2 separate regions of the Mus musculus genome follow, and region 2 is linked to region 1. Evidence: chromatin contacts called from public Hi-C data. All regions are on one chromosome and are shown on one strand. Each heading gives the region's core, a stretch centred on a gene start, on an enhancer-like site or on the middle of the called end of the contact. The rest is flanking DNA. Distances are from core to core; before and after follow the strand shown. Region 1 overlaps Nup50 (nucleoporin 50). Region 2 holds the start of Wnt7b (wingless-type MMTV integration site family, member 7B).

The links. A called contact is a pair of places that touch in the nucleus more often than the background predicts.
Region 2: a contact with region 1 is called in a Hi-C map of cortical neurons, with 2.7 times the contacts expected there. The contact joins the promoter of Wnt7b here to the enhancer-like site in region 1. A contact is called at or near these places in 5 of 39 promoter capture datasets (embryonic stem cells, hippocampal neurons, liver and 1 more), 2 of 484 Hi-C or Micro-C datasets (both in cortical neurons) and 2 of 115 datasets of contacts at active chromatin or transcription factors (embryonic forebrain and pancreatic cancer cells).

What each region holds. Positions count from the first base shown.
Region 1 is chr15:84,940,815-84,947,181 of GRCm38.p6, forward strand. Nup50 (nucleoporin 50) reads left to right here. Exons shown (of 8, transcript NM_016714.2): 8 at 1-2,149. It overlaps 5031439G07Rik (RIKEN cDNA 5031439G07 gene), which reads right to left. Exons shown (of 10, transcript NM_001033273.3): 10 at 3,122-6,367. Among named protein-coding and RNA genes, the nearest start is that of Mir1249, 7.6 kb to the right of the region's middle. Within about 2 kb of position 2,272, at least 43 of the 459 cell types and tissues checked have an H3K27ac peak or open chromatin away from gene starts, as enhancers often do. A contact at or near this core is called in cortical neurons, where this site is marked.
Region 2 is chr15:85,577,526-85,583,705 of GRCm38.p6, forward strand. It overlaps Wnt7b (wingless-type MMTV integration site family, member 7B), which reads right to left and starts at 4,296. Exons shown (of 4, transcript NM_009528.3): 1 at 3,855-4,296. The coding sequence starts at 3,925. It overlaps AU022754 (expressed sequence AU022754), which reads left to right and starts at 3,617. Exons shown (of 5, transcript NR_040433.1): 1 at 3,617-3,892; 2 at 4,725-6,180.

The sequences.
Region 1 (6,367 bases), core at 1,022-3,521:
TTTTTATCTTTACTTTTTTAAGGATGAGGTATTATTGAGTATGTCCATTTGGAAGAGAGCCATGGTTCTACACGCTGGTCATGTTACCTCAGAGCGGTGAGGTTGCTAATACTAGTATTCTCTGAAGACCAGACATGGGTTAAATTCGAGATTTGATGACGAGCTGGTCATGGTTCCTGTCTAATCCCGGTGCTGGAAAAGCTGAGGCAGGAAGATCATTTGAGTTCACAGCAGCTTGAGCTACTGTAAGACACCTCCCCCACCCCCAATAAAATCAAATAGAATAGAAAGTTTGACTCTTTAAAAGTCCACTTGCATTTCTCATAAAACCATTTGACACTAGGACCAGATCTTGTCTGAAGGCTCAGGGTCAGTACCCAGGGGCGCACACTTGTGTGATCAGGTTCCGACAAAAGCTGGGTGGCACAGTTGCTTTCTTAAAGCTGCCGTGCTAGGTGGGATGAAACCTGGTTAACTTTTATTTTCACATGGGTCTTAGTCTCACTATGTAACCCTGGCTAGCCTTGAACTCAGATCCACCTGCCTCTGCCTCCTGAGCCCAGAGATGTTCTTGAGGTGGGGTGACAGTGCTCTGTGCATTTTGGCACGTATCTGCAGATGCATGTTTGTGCTTCTTGGGCTGTGGACCTAAGGAGATGCTGTGCGGTTTGGTTTGGTTTTGCCTTGTAGCATGGAGAATTGGTTCCTAGCAAGCAGGTTGCTGCTTCTGTTGGCCCTGGCCCTGGCTTCTTCACATTGGGCTTCCCAGCTTTCCAAAGATGAAACAAGGGGTGTGCATTTCAGAACAGTACTGTGTAGCCACGTGCCTGTGGGGCTGACACGTGTCAAACTCACAGGCACTTTCAGGAACTTGTCTCTTCATGGTGGCAGTGCTCTGTGAGCATCTGCCCATGCCTTGAATATTTACCAAAAGAATAAAAGCAAAAAAGATCATGACTGGACTGCCTTCTAGAGCTCCCCGGCCAATTTCAGTTGTAAATTAGTGAGGGTGGCTTGCTTTTTTTTCTAACATTCCAGCAATTTGCTGCTAAAGACTATCACTTTTGGAAACAAGAATTACAGGGGAGATGTGTGGGGTGTGACTGTAACTCGGTGTCTTGTCTTTATGCTTTAGGAGCTAGCTCATTGCATCTGACCTGAGTATGGGAATCACTATGAAGTCTGAGTGTCACAGGGAGGCCCCCGGAGGGCACTCTGTTCTTCTTCCACTGTGTGTGTAGCTGGTTCCAACCCATGGCTTAAACTTCATTTATGGTTTAACGTGTTAGAAACTTGCATCTTGTCTGTTTAATGTGAACTGAGGTGTGTATCTCCAGTTTGAAAATCTCACGTTGTGTCTTACATTTGCCTGAAGGAAGTGTGTGTTCTCTGTGGTCAGGGTGCATCTGGCAGATGCTAAGCCTGGGCCTTCCCACACTATAGCTCACACTATGACACATTCCCAGCCCTGCCATGTCCTCCTCAGAGAGCCACACTGTACAGGCTGTGTCTGTGTCAGTGACAGGTCCGACTGTTGGTGGGCTGATGCTCTGTTTTACCATTTCAGTTCTGAATCCTGTTTTTTTACATGCTGTGTGCCAAAAACCAAAACAAACCAACAACAACAACAAAAAAAATACCTCCTATGGCATAGAGGGGAATTCACCTTGCTGTCAGGGAAAGCCGTTTCCCTACCTTTTGAACATTACGAAGTCTGTTCTTGCCAGTTTCTTCATTATGTTACTATCTCTGAAGATGAGAAACAGCCCCTTGAGGCTGCAGAGTACCCACTTAGACCACTGGAGTGGGATTTTAAGGAGATGGCCTGCTCTGTCACTTGTAGGTGAGGTTGGGAGTTCTTCAGGGCGTCTTTCTAGCCACATGCTCTGTACACAGCCACCAAGTGCTCTCCAGAAGCAATCACAAGCCTGAGGACTGTCCCTTAACACAGATTTGTAAAAGTGACGTCAGACTTCGTAGCCAGCACATGGAGTGATCCGCCTTCTACTCGGAACGGGAACTTGTTTTCTCCAGCTAAAATACTTGAATTGTCAGGCAGTGTAATCTCAGTGTGTGTTAGCTTTTGAATGAGCCTTTAAGGAAGTGTAACAATCCATGAAATGTGAATAAATGGAAAGTTGAAAAACCAGCGTTGGGTACTGTTCTGTTCTGTGATATTCTTGGCAGATCAGTGGGGAAAGCAGCACACAGTAGTGTGCACAGACGGATCTGAAGTGGGGGCTGACCAGCTGACTGGGATGTAGGGTGAGCAGCTTGAAGCTTGGCCCGGGCCTGCCTGCACTGGATTACAGTCGGCTGCAGAGCCAGAGCCCTGTTCTAGGCAGGCAGTCCTCCAGCCTCAGACAAATTCCAGCTGGGAGAGGTTAGCTTTCTTCTTCAGAAGTAAGTTATTCATACTAGATTCTTGTTCATTCCGTGATGTACTTACTGGAGTTGTGTTCAGATTCTAAAGTTTCCTAAGAGACACTGCATTATCTGAGTTATAAGGTGTTTTCCTGGTTAGGGGAAAAAAGCTAAAAGGCTGTCCCCGGGGTTCCGAACTGTGAGATTCATAAGTTATAGGTGCTTGCTGAAGAGCAAGATTGTCCCTGAGCCATTAGGGAGACAGACTGATCTGGTGTGGACCCCCAGTGTAACCCTGGAGCTTCCAGTGCCAGAGGTTCATAGAAATTAGAGCTGACAGCTTTTGGGGACCCCGCCCTAAGCCCACTCAGGTCAAGGCCAGTCTTTGATACAGTGGTTTTTGTATAATCACACTACTACTAGTCATTGTATGTGAACGGATGACGCGCTGCACAGCTGTGATCAGCCAGCACTGGCTGGCAGACTCCCTCCCTGTAACTCCCAGATAGAGCCATGACTCCATGCCCGTTAGCACATCCTAGGAGGAGATGGCAGTGACCACCAGCATTCCCAGGAACTATGACAACCTCTCATGACCGTGAGGAACCTCGCAGTCACTGGACCTGAAGGGATGTATTGGGTTTACCTTCTCTTTGAAGATCCCAAGCCCTGGCAAACGGGGGTGACATGGCTTGCTGGGGGACCAGGGCCACATGGCCCTTTCCATCACCCCCACTGAATCACTGGACTTCATTGGTTTCTAGAATTGGCTTAAGTCTTTTGAGTAAAATTGTTTATTCAAAATATAATCAAAGTTCACCAGAAACAATGGTTATTTCAAACTGAGCAACCTAATTGCTTTATTAAAGTCAGAGTCCAAAATGAAAGAGCCATCCACATAGAAGAGAGAAAAGTTTTGATGGCCCACTGGCTTCCATGAGGCTGTAGGAGGCAAGTGAGTGACACTTAAGAACAGGAACATTCATCGCCCATCCCCAAAGCAAGCTTCTCCTTCCTCACATTTCCCAGCTTCCTTCCCTTTAACAAGCACAAAGTCTGATGTCTCCAGTTGACATGGGCATATACAGTGAGCTACAGAGACTGCATTATTTTACACTCCTCTCTTCTACATACGTTCTGGAAGGTTTTCCTTTCCGGGGAACATTCTCTTCCAGGCTGACAGCGGCTCCTTACAGGTATGTATGAGTCAGGATAAAAGACCTGAGAGCAGAACTGCCCTCCCAAGGCAGCTGGGAGACGGAAGGCCAGCAGGGCAGCCAGCTTCCAGAGCAGAGGCTTCAGGCCACTTGAAAGGGCTACCCAGTGATGTGGATAGCAAGGGGGCATGGGTTTCCTGCCAAGCCGCTGCCTCCTTCCCACCTCCTTGTAGTTGTAGCAGTTCAGAAAAACCCTCCTGGTCTGGTGTTCCTAGGGTAGTGACTGGCTCCTTACTATATGTCCCCTCAGTCTCCCTTTCTCTGTCTCCACTGCAGGTCTAACCCCGGGGTATACAGTATATTAGGACCTATTCTTTGTGACATAAGTCATTTGGCATGTTTTAGAAACCCATTTGCATGGAAGGTGGCTATATTTCTGACCCGTGATGATTACAGGCCCTAGAAAGAGCCAGCCAGATGATCTCACCCTCCATGCTCCCCCCTTCCCCCACCTCTCACCCCCACTGCAGAGGAGCTCCGCAACAAGGAAAGTCAGATGCCTGCCAGGATCTTTTCTGAACTCCCATTTTGGGTCCCAACTTCTATTCCAGCCATCTTCCTGCTACTGTGATGGTTTTTAGGGGGTTCTCTTAGAAAAGCTTTGAGAGTTTGCAGTCCAAATACTGCCAGGGTGTATTTTCATGGGAGCACAGAACCGAGCCCAAAATATATCATGTGGTCAGCTTTGGAAATGCCCACACTCTGGCTAGGGTGGTCACTATCCCTCTCACAGGGTCTTCACAGACCAACCAGTATGTGGTATGGCGTCTGTCAGCCCCAGAGGATACCATTTCATAATGTTATCAAAGTCAAGGTCATTCCCTTGATTTGCTATTTGTTTGTATTAATGTGAAACATGTATTAAAGATGGGGGCATTTAAAAGAAAATTCACTTGAAATGTCTCTAAAATATAATGCAATGTCTCAAAGAAAGATGGAATCACAAAGTCAACAGCCACCACTAAGCCTGCCTTGAGAGGCTGGCCTTCTGTTGGGTATGGGTGTTCAAGGGAAAGCCACTCATAATTCGCACACTAACACATTCTATGTGTGCTACCTCATGTCTTCATTGAAATGTTTTTTTGTAGAAATCAGAAGTTTTGAAGTAGCAAAACAAAACATTTTTGTAAGTGTAAATTCTCATGTAACAATTTTGAAAGAAAGAACACTGCTATTTGCATCAAGTGTCCTGATCTACAAAGGGAGGGGCTGAGGTCAACAGAAGGTAAGAAAGCTGAGGGGAGCAGCCCAGATGATGAGAGTGCTTGCCCAGTGGCACAAAGCCCTGGGTTTTACCCCTAGCACAGCATAAAACCGGCATGGTGGTGGAACCCTGTTAACACCAACACATGGAAGTGAAAGGAGGGTCATGAGTTCAAGATCACCCTCTGTGTACAGTAAGTTTGAAGCCAGCATGGGCTATAGAGACCCTGTCTCAAAAACAACAGAGAGCCCGATTGGCAACTCATGGCCTGAAGTCACCTTGGAAGTAGATAAACACCGAACTCCATGGCTTCCTCCACTTGTGGGGCTCTCCCTGTTACAGAACTCAGATCTCCACCCCAGCCACAGGCTATCAAATCACTTAGCTTGTGTGATATTCTAACCCTGGCTGCTGGTCCCAGGGGCTCAGAGAAAGGTTTGGAGGTGCGTGTCAGTATCTACTCACCACTCCTCACCTAGAAGGACAGGGCAGCATTCTGACTTCCTCCCTGGAAGGGCCAATGCAGATGCCCCAAGAGGCTACTTTTGGTTCAAGCTCAAGATATTTACACGAGGTCTCCAGACCCCAGCTCCACTCTTCAGGTCCAGACACAGAAGGCAGTAGCTACCATGCCAAGGTCGGTGACTTCTGTGAAGCAGGTCACCCCAGACCCATGGTACCTGCACATTCACGTCCCTTTTGAGTGTTCTATTTACTTTTTAGGGTCACCGTGTCCACAGGGACAGTCCTACTTAATGATACAAAGGTAAGGGAACCTAAACAGAGAAGCTGTGTGACGGGGTGATGTTAAGATACTCAGATTTTAAAGTGAGAAAAAAACAGCCAATGTGAAAAACGGACAGGACCTAAAACTCAGTACATCCAGAGTTTAGACCAGAAATTTAAAACTTATGAATATGAACACACACACACACTAGACTGGACCAACTAAATACACAGGAAAATTTTTTTTGAGACAGGTCTCACTCTATAGCCCTGGCTATCCCGAACTTGCTATGTAGACCAGGCTGCCACCATGCCTAGTGTATTTATTTTTTGCCTGTGTTTTCAATAATAATCCTTTGGGGGGTAATGAGCCTGGGCTACCTCACTGTAGGCAGTCTGGATGCTAGCAAGATCCCAGGAGGCAAGATGGATGCTACCTGAACAAACAGGAATGCCTCCTCTAAGGGACACAAAGGTTTCTTAGTGTCTTGAAGACTGGACCTAGGTTTTCGCAGAACACAACTGTACTTGAATTCCAGTTGTTCCTTGTCACCCTGTGTTGTGTGAGAACAGACATGTCCCCAAGAAAAATCAGTGACAGCCCTAGAAGCCAAACTGTCATCCCCAGGATTCTGGGTGCTTCTGCTGTCATTTGTCACTTTGAGACAGGGTCTTGCTAAGTAGCCCAGGCTATCCAGAAACTATCCTCCTGCCTCGGCACCAGGGCTAGGATTGCACACAAGTGCCACCATGTCATGCCCTCTGATGTCAGAATCCTAACCCAGTTCTCAAGGGGCCTCTGAACATGTTTGGAACTCAAAAGTGCCCTCTGGAGAAAGAGGAAATGCGACCAAAT
Region 2 (6,180 bases), core at 3,046-5,545, 640 kb after region 1:
AGAAGGAGAAAGATCTGCGGGCAATAGACGGAGACCAGCGCGCTGCGCGGCGACAGGAGGAGCATGGTGGGCTGGCGCGCCTGGCTGGGCTGGGCAGGCCCCACCCGCAGGGCTCCTGCGCCAACTGAGGCTGGGGTCTCCGCGGCCCTCCCTGATGCAGGGCAGCAGCGCTGGGCGCTAGGGGCCAGGGCTCGGGGACCGGGGGACAGTGCTCGCCCGTGTCTCGCTGCCAGGACCGCGCATCTTGCTGTATCTGGGGCAGTAACAGGCGCTGGGGCTGGAGTTCGGGGCAGGGGCCCGGAGGGGGGCAGTAAGCGCTCCTTAGTGGCTGTCTGGTCCTCTGTCCGTCTGTCGGTGCGAACCGGTTCTGTCGCTCACTCTGGCTCAAGTCTCCAAGTCTCCCAAAGCGCCGCAGCTGCCATTGGACAGGCCGCCCCTACATCCGCCTCCTCCGCGGGCGGGTTTTTTTTAAAGGGGAGGTTGACCAGAGTGTGCGGCGGGTGCCGCCCCCAGGGTTTGCCCAAGTTGCCTTGGCCGGGATACCCTCGCCACAACCTTTGGCGAGAAACACCGCTACGGAGAGCGCATCTCCGGGAGGCACTGCGCGGAGGCGTGTGCGCCTCTTAGGGGCTGTGCTCAGCAACGTGTGCTTCTGTATGCATGCGTGTGCTTGCATGTTTCTGCAGGAGCATGGGCGGTATGGGAGCCCGCAGGTGTGTGTGCACAGATGCCCCGTGTGTGCTGTCCCTCTGTCTACATGGAGCTTGGTTAGGGATGGTTGGGTGTGGGTCCCGCTCACTGCATCTGGGCCAACTCTATTCTGCACCTCTTCGGAGACACAGGCAGGGAAAGGCTTTCATCTCACAGGGCCATCACCTCTCGCTTTTACATCTCTAATCTTTTACTCTCTGAGGAACGTTTGTTTGTTGGCAAGGAGAAATTCTTCTAAAGAGCCTTCCCTTTTTTACTAATTTTTTTATATAGTCTAGAAACAGATTGGGGTCCCATCTCCTATTTCTGCTGAGCCCGGCTGTATCGGTATGTCTTTGTATAGAGGTATATGTCAGCTGGGGGAAGTCTCAGAGCAGGGAGGACAGCAGGAAAGGAGGAGCTGTGTGTGGTACAGTCGTGCTCCTAAAGACTAGATCCGCAGCTCCTGGACTTAGCACGGAGACTCCTGGGCATCCAGGAGTCAGAACCTCCCTATCCTTTGCCCCTTTGCCTCTCCCAACCACAAAAGCAGGAACAAGCCTAGCACAGGGCTGATCCTGGCACCTCAGTAACCTTGGCTGCTCCCCACTCCACCTTGGCCTCTCCTCCAGGACAGTAGCTCCATCCATAGCGGCCTTAGGTTAAGTGTTGTGACTCCCCAATGTCATTGTGCTTGGAAATTGCTGAGAACCAGAAGTACTCCTGTTTTTGGATTTTGAGAGCTGGATTCTGGTTCTTGCTAACACGAGAGGTGTGTGTGTGGGGGGGGGGGATAAATGCTCTGGTGGGATTTCTGGAGGTCCGGTCACACATACAGAAACATGGGGGAGGGGCAAGTTCTGGGGCCTCCATCACAAAATAGTCCCTCCCCCCAAAACTATCCAGAGGAGTCCCCAGAATGGCTCCCACACCTTGGACCTCACAACCATTGGCAATGAGAAAGGCTTCACTCGTAGGTGCCACCATATCCCACCACCTAAGGTCAGGGCAAAAGCCATCTGAACTAATCCCTCAGCACTCCCAAGGGGCATACTACCATGACCCTGTTCTTTTCAGATGACAGTGAGAGGGTGAGAGGCTGCTCCAGACACCTGCCAAAGAGATGGTGTTCATAGCACCGACCCATTTAGGTCCCATGGGAAGGCCCAGCTACCTTTCCTGCTCAACTGAGGGAACACACACACACACACACACACACACACACACAGAGAGAGAGAGAGAGAGAGAGAGAGAGAGAGAGAGAGAGAGAGAGAGAGAGATTCCCTGATTTTTGGGATTTTTTTTTAACTCAAGAAGAGGGGTGGGGGGGCAGCTTATGGAGGAAGACAAATTCTCCCTTGGGGCTCTTGGGCAGAGGAAAGCTTGCTTAGTCCTACCAGATAGTGGTCACAGGCATCTAGGAGCCCAGGCTGGGCTAACAGAGACCCCCCTCTCTACTCAGGACTGACCACCAAGTTGTTCAGAGCACCACAGCCAAAAGCCTTCCCAGCCATGAAAGATGAGGTAAAGGCATGAAACCCAGGTACCACTCCAGGGAGTCCCCCAACCTCGGGCACCCAGGTCCTTCCGCTGACACTTTTTCCCATTTGATGATAAGAGGACTTTGCTGAGAAGAATGGTCAGCAATGGAAGCCAGGGCCGGTGCAGTCAAGCGCCCAACTCAAAGGCCTTGGCGCCAGAACCAGGTAGCTGGGATCTGCATGGATCCTCCTCCCAAAGGGCGGTGGGTCCCTTCACAGGCCCAGGAGATTCATTACAGGCTGCTGAGAGTCCAGGAAGCAGTGGCCTGCCCACCCTGCCCCCATCCCAGCAAGCTCAAAGCCCCGGCACCCCTCACCTTCATAAACAAACACCCAGGGACATAGCCTACCCTCACAAACCTACAATAAACACAACCACTCTCAGCCGCAGACACTCCCGCCCAGGTCTGCAGGAATAAGGAAGAGACTTTCAATCCTGCCTCTGAGGCCACCAGGTTTGGTCCCTACCCCTCTCTGGGCCTCAATTTCTTCACCTGTAAGATGGCGGAGGTGCAGAGAGCTGGGAAGGGTGCTGATCTTCAGCGACTGTTTCTACCTCTCGCCTGGAAAGTCGGTCTCCCAGGTACCGGAACCCGCCCCTCCTACAGGTCTGGTCACTGGCCTTCCTAGGGCCAAGATGAGGCTGGCCTCAGAGCGCCGGGCGACACATAGTAGGATCGCCGGGCAAGGCGGGCACAGATGTCCGCAGGTGCTCCGAGTGGGGGTGGGGGTCTGGTCCCGGCCGGCCCGCCAAGAGTGACTAACGCCCGCGAGGTGCGGTGCGCTCCGTTCGGTCACACTGCCCCTCCACCCCCAATCCGGGGAGGCCGAGACAGATTCCGTCTAAAGGAGATCGCGGCTCAACAGGTAAGGACTCGGCTGGGTTCAGGAATGTGGAAATACGACTCGGAGCAGCTACGGCGGCGAGCAGCGAGCGCGGCCCGCCTGGAGCCCGCCCGGCCGGCCGCGCCAGGGGGAGCTCGGTGAGAGGGGGCCGGGCGCAAGGCCCCGGGCGGGCGGGGGCGCGGGCCCGGGACGGAGCCCGAGGCTGCTGCGCCAGCCCCACGGCCCATCCCGAGCCAGCCGGACGAGTTGTCAAGGTAATTTCAACATGTCCGGGTGATGGATAGAGACGAAGGGCCGCGGCGGGTGCAAGGCCTGCGCGCTCGCGGCGAGTGCGCGCCCCGATCTCCCCCGCCGGGGATGCCCCACGCACCCCCCCCCCGGCCCGGCGCGCCCTCCCGGCGGCTAGCGCTCGGCCCGGGCTCGGCGCCCAGCGCAGCCCGGGGGAGGGAAGGCGCGTCCCACCCCCGGGGCCTGGAGCCCAAACAGGTGAAAGTACGCGCCCGGCACGCTCGCCGCTACCCGCGAGCCCCGCTGCGGCCGTCCGCGGACCGCGCTGTCCCTGCTGCGTATTGGCTCCGCGCCCCTCCGGAGGATCTCTGGCTCCGGGGGGGCTCGGTTGAGTCTCAACGAGGCTGGGTTGAGGGCCGGAGATACCAGCCAGCCTGGCCACTTCAAGAAACGCCCTCCCCCACCAACTCCTATCCCCAGGTCCGCTGGAGGAGGCTCTGGTGGCTGCCGGCTCCCCGTCTGCAGCCCCCCGCCCAGAGAAATACTCACCCGAGCTTCACGTAGAGGACGCCAAAGCAGAGAAACACGTAAAAGATCCACTTTCGAAAGTTTCTGTGCATGATCCAGGGAGGGGGGCTGCGCCATAGACAGCTGCGGCCGGAGGGGACGCGCGGGTGGGCAGGGGCCGGGCAGGAGCCAGGGAGCTGCGGTAGGACCACGCTCAGCCGGCGCTTCGGCTCGGGAGGCGGGCGACGCGTGGGCACCCGGCACGCGTTGCCACCATGGTGAGCCCAGGGCGCCGCAGCCGCCGCGTGCGCCCGGGGGAGTGACCCGGGCGGGGAACCGCGACCTCGGAGCCCAGCGGAGTGACCGTGGGACTCTGCGAGCGCAGGCCGGGGCCAGGAGCAGCGGGCGGGCGCTGCCTCCACTGGGCTTAGCCGCCTGGGGCCGTGCGCGCCTCGCGGTGCGCCGGGGCGGCCAATGTGTCCGCACTTGTCCGCCTCCCCAGGTGACTCGCGGCCCCGGCAAGCGAGCCGCGAGCAGGCGAGCGCGCCCCAGGTAGGAGGATCCGCCTCCCGCCCGCCCTCCTCGCTCGCAGCGCGCTCTCTCGCGCGCGCTCCCTGGCTCTCCCCTCCCTTTTCTCCTCCCTCCCCCGTGACACACGAACGCATCTAACCCCTCGCCCCCCCTCCCCAGGCCAGCTCCCTTCCGATCGCCCTCCCAGGACTGCGTGGGAAGAGGGGAGGGAGGGGAGAGGGTGCGGCTCCAAAGAGACACCTGCGCTCCTCAGAGACAGTGAAGGTGGGGGTAGGGGCGGGGGCTAAGAAACTACCCGCTCAGGGCTTGGTGGTCACTTGGTTTCCAGTTTCTAGTTAAAGAGAGAGAGACCACCCACCACCATCTCCTTTCTATGTGCAGACATCTTTCCCCTAGACGTTACCTACGTGGGTGCTTCCAGGGCCACAACTCCGGATCAGGCATTGTTACCTGCCCAACAAACTCGGGGAAAACTCGTTCCAGTGCCCGGCACTGCAGAGCGCAAGCAGAGCGTGGGACTTGAGACTGGTAGACACACCAGCCTGCCCAGCATTAAAAGTGGCACCATGACAGAGAGACTCAGAAAGGCATCCTTGGAGAGTCCCAGTCTGAGGATTCTGTCTCACTCTGCAGGCCTGTCCGATGCGGGCGGGTGTCAGATCTGATTCTTGTTGAACCGCTAAAGTGGGAAGTCAGACTGGCCTAGGTGCCTGGCACATCCTGTGGTGTGTCTCGCTTGATCCTATCCTGGATAAATGGGTGACAGGGACACTGCCTGTCACAGCTAGGTCTGTCTTAGCACAGCGGACCAGCTAGTAACCAGACACATGGTGGGTGGGTGGGGGGTGTGTGCCAGGTTTTCAAGCGTCTACAGCCCCGGACAGCAGCATCAAATGGCGCCCTTATGACAAGGGGATGAACTCGGAGGGCGCTCGTCTTTAAACTGGCCAACACCCAATTGCCTGGTGTGGAAATGAGGAGGGGTATGAGGGGGCGCTGTCCTCAGCCCGGAACCTCGAGCTCAAAAGCTACCGTCCCTGCCCCTAATCCCCTCTTAATCTCTCCAAATCCTCTGAACTTTTGCCACGACCCGACCCGGGAGAGAGAGAGTCGCTCCTGAACCCCAGGTCCAGAAGCCGGCAGGTGCAGCTGTGCAGATCGTTTTGAGTTGGAGGACTCTTTAGAAAGGAGAATTTGGACATCACAAGCAGGGAAACTAAGGCACAGATGTCAAACGGTAGTTGCAGTCCCACACCACTGTCCCCTGAAACCAAGAACTCTGGATGTCGCACAACTTGGTAGGCAGGGAGCTGAGCTGGGCCAGGTGGCTGGGAGCAAGCAGAACAGCCTGGTAGCTTGGCAGGTGGATGCTGCCATCCCGTGGCGACAGGGAGCAACGCTTGCCACAAGAGCTGGACTTGAAATGGTTAGGGATTCCTCACTTTGCCTTGGAGTCTGGGGGCTATTCCACCGTCCCCACCAACAACCCCTGTCTTGGGGTCTGTTAGTGAGACAAAATATTTATGTGGCTGCATCGGGGCTGGAATAGCAACAGCATCCACGCGTGCCTCCTCCTCCCTGCAAACAAACAAACAAACAAACAAACACCAAACAATCCTGGGGTCTTAAGATTCCTAGCCCATCTCCAGACCTGTCAGATCGGGAGGCCCAAGATAGGGTTGGCCTTGGGATTCTCTAGGAGGGTTATGTCAGAGAAAAGTGGGTAATTCTATTGGTAGATGGGACCCGACCTGCTTCTAGGCCTTAGTTTCCCCAAAACAGAATGCAGGGTTGTCTGAAGTACTGCATAGGGTCTGTAACACAGCGACGTGCTGCC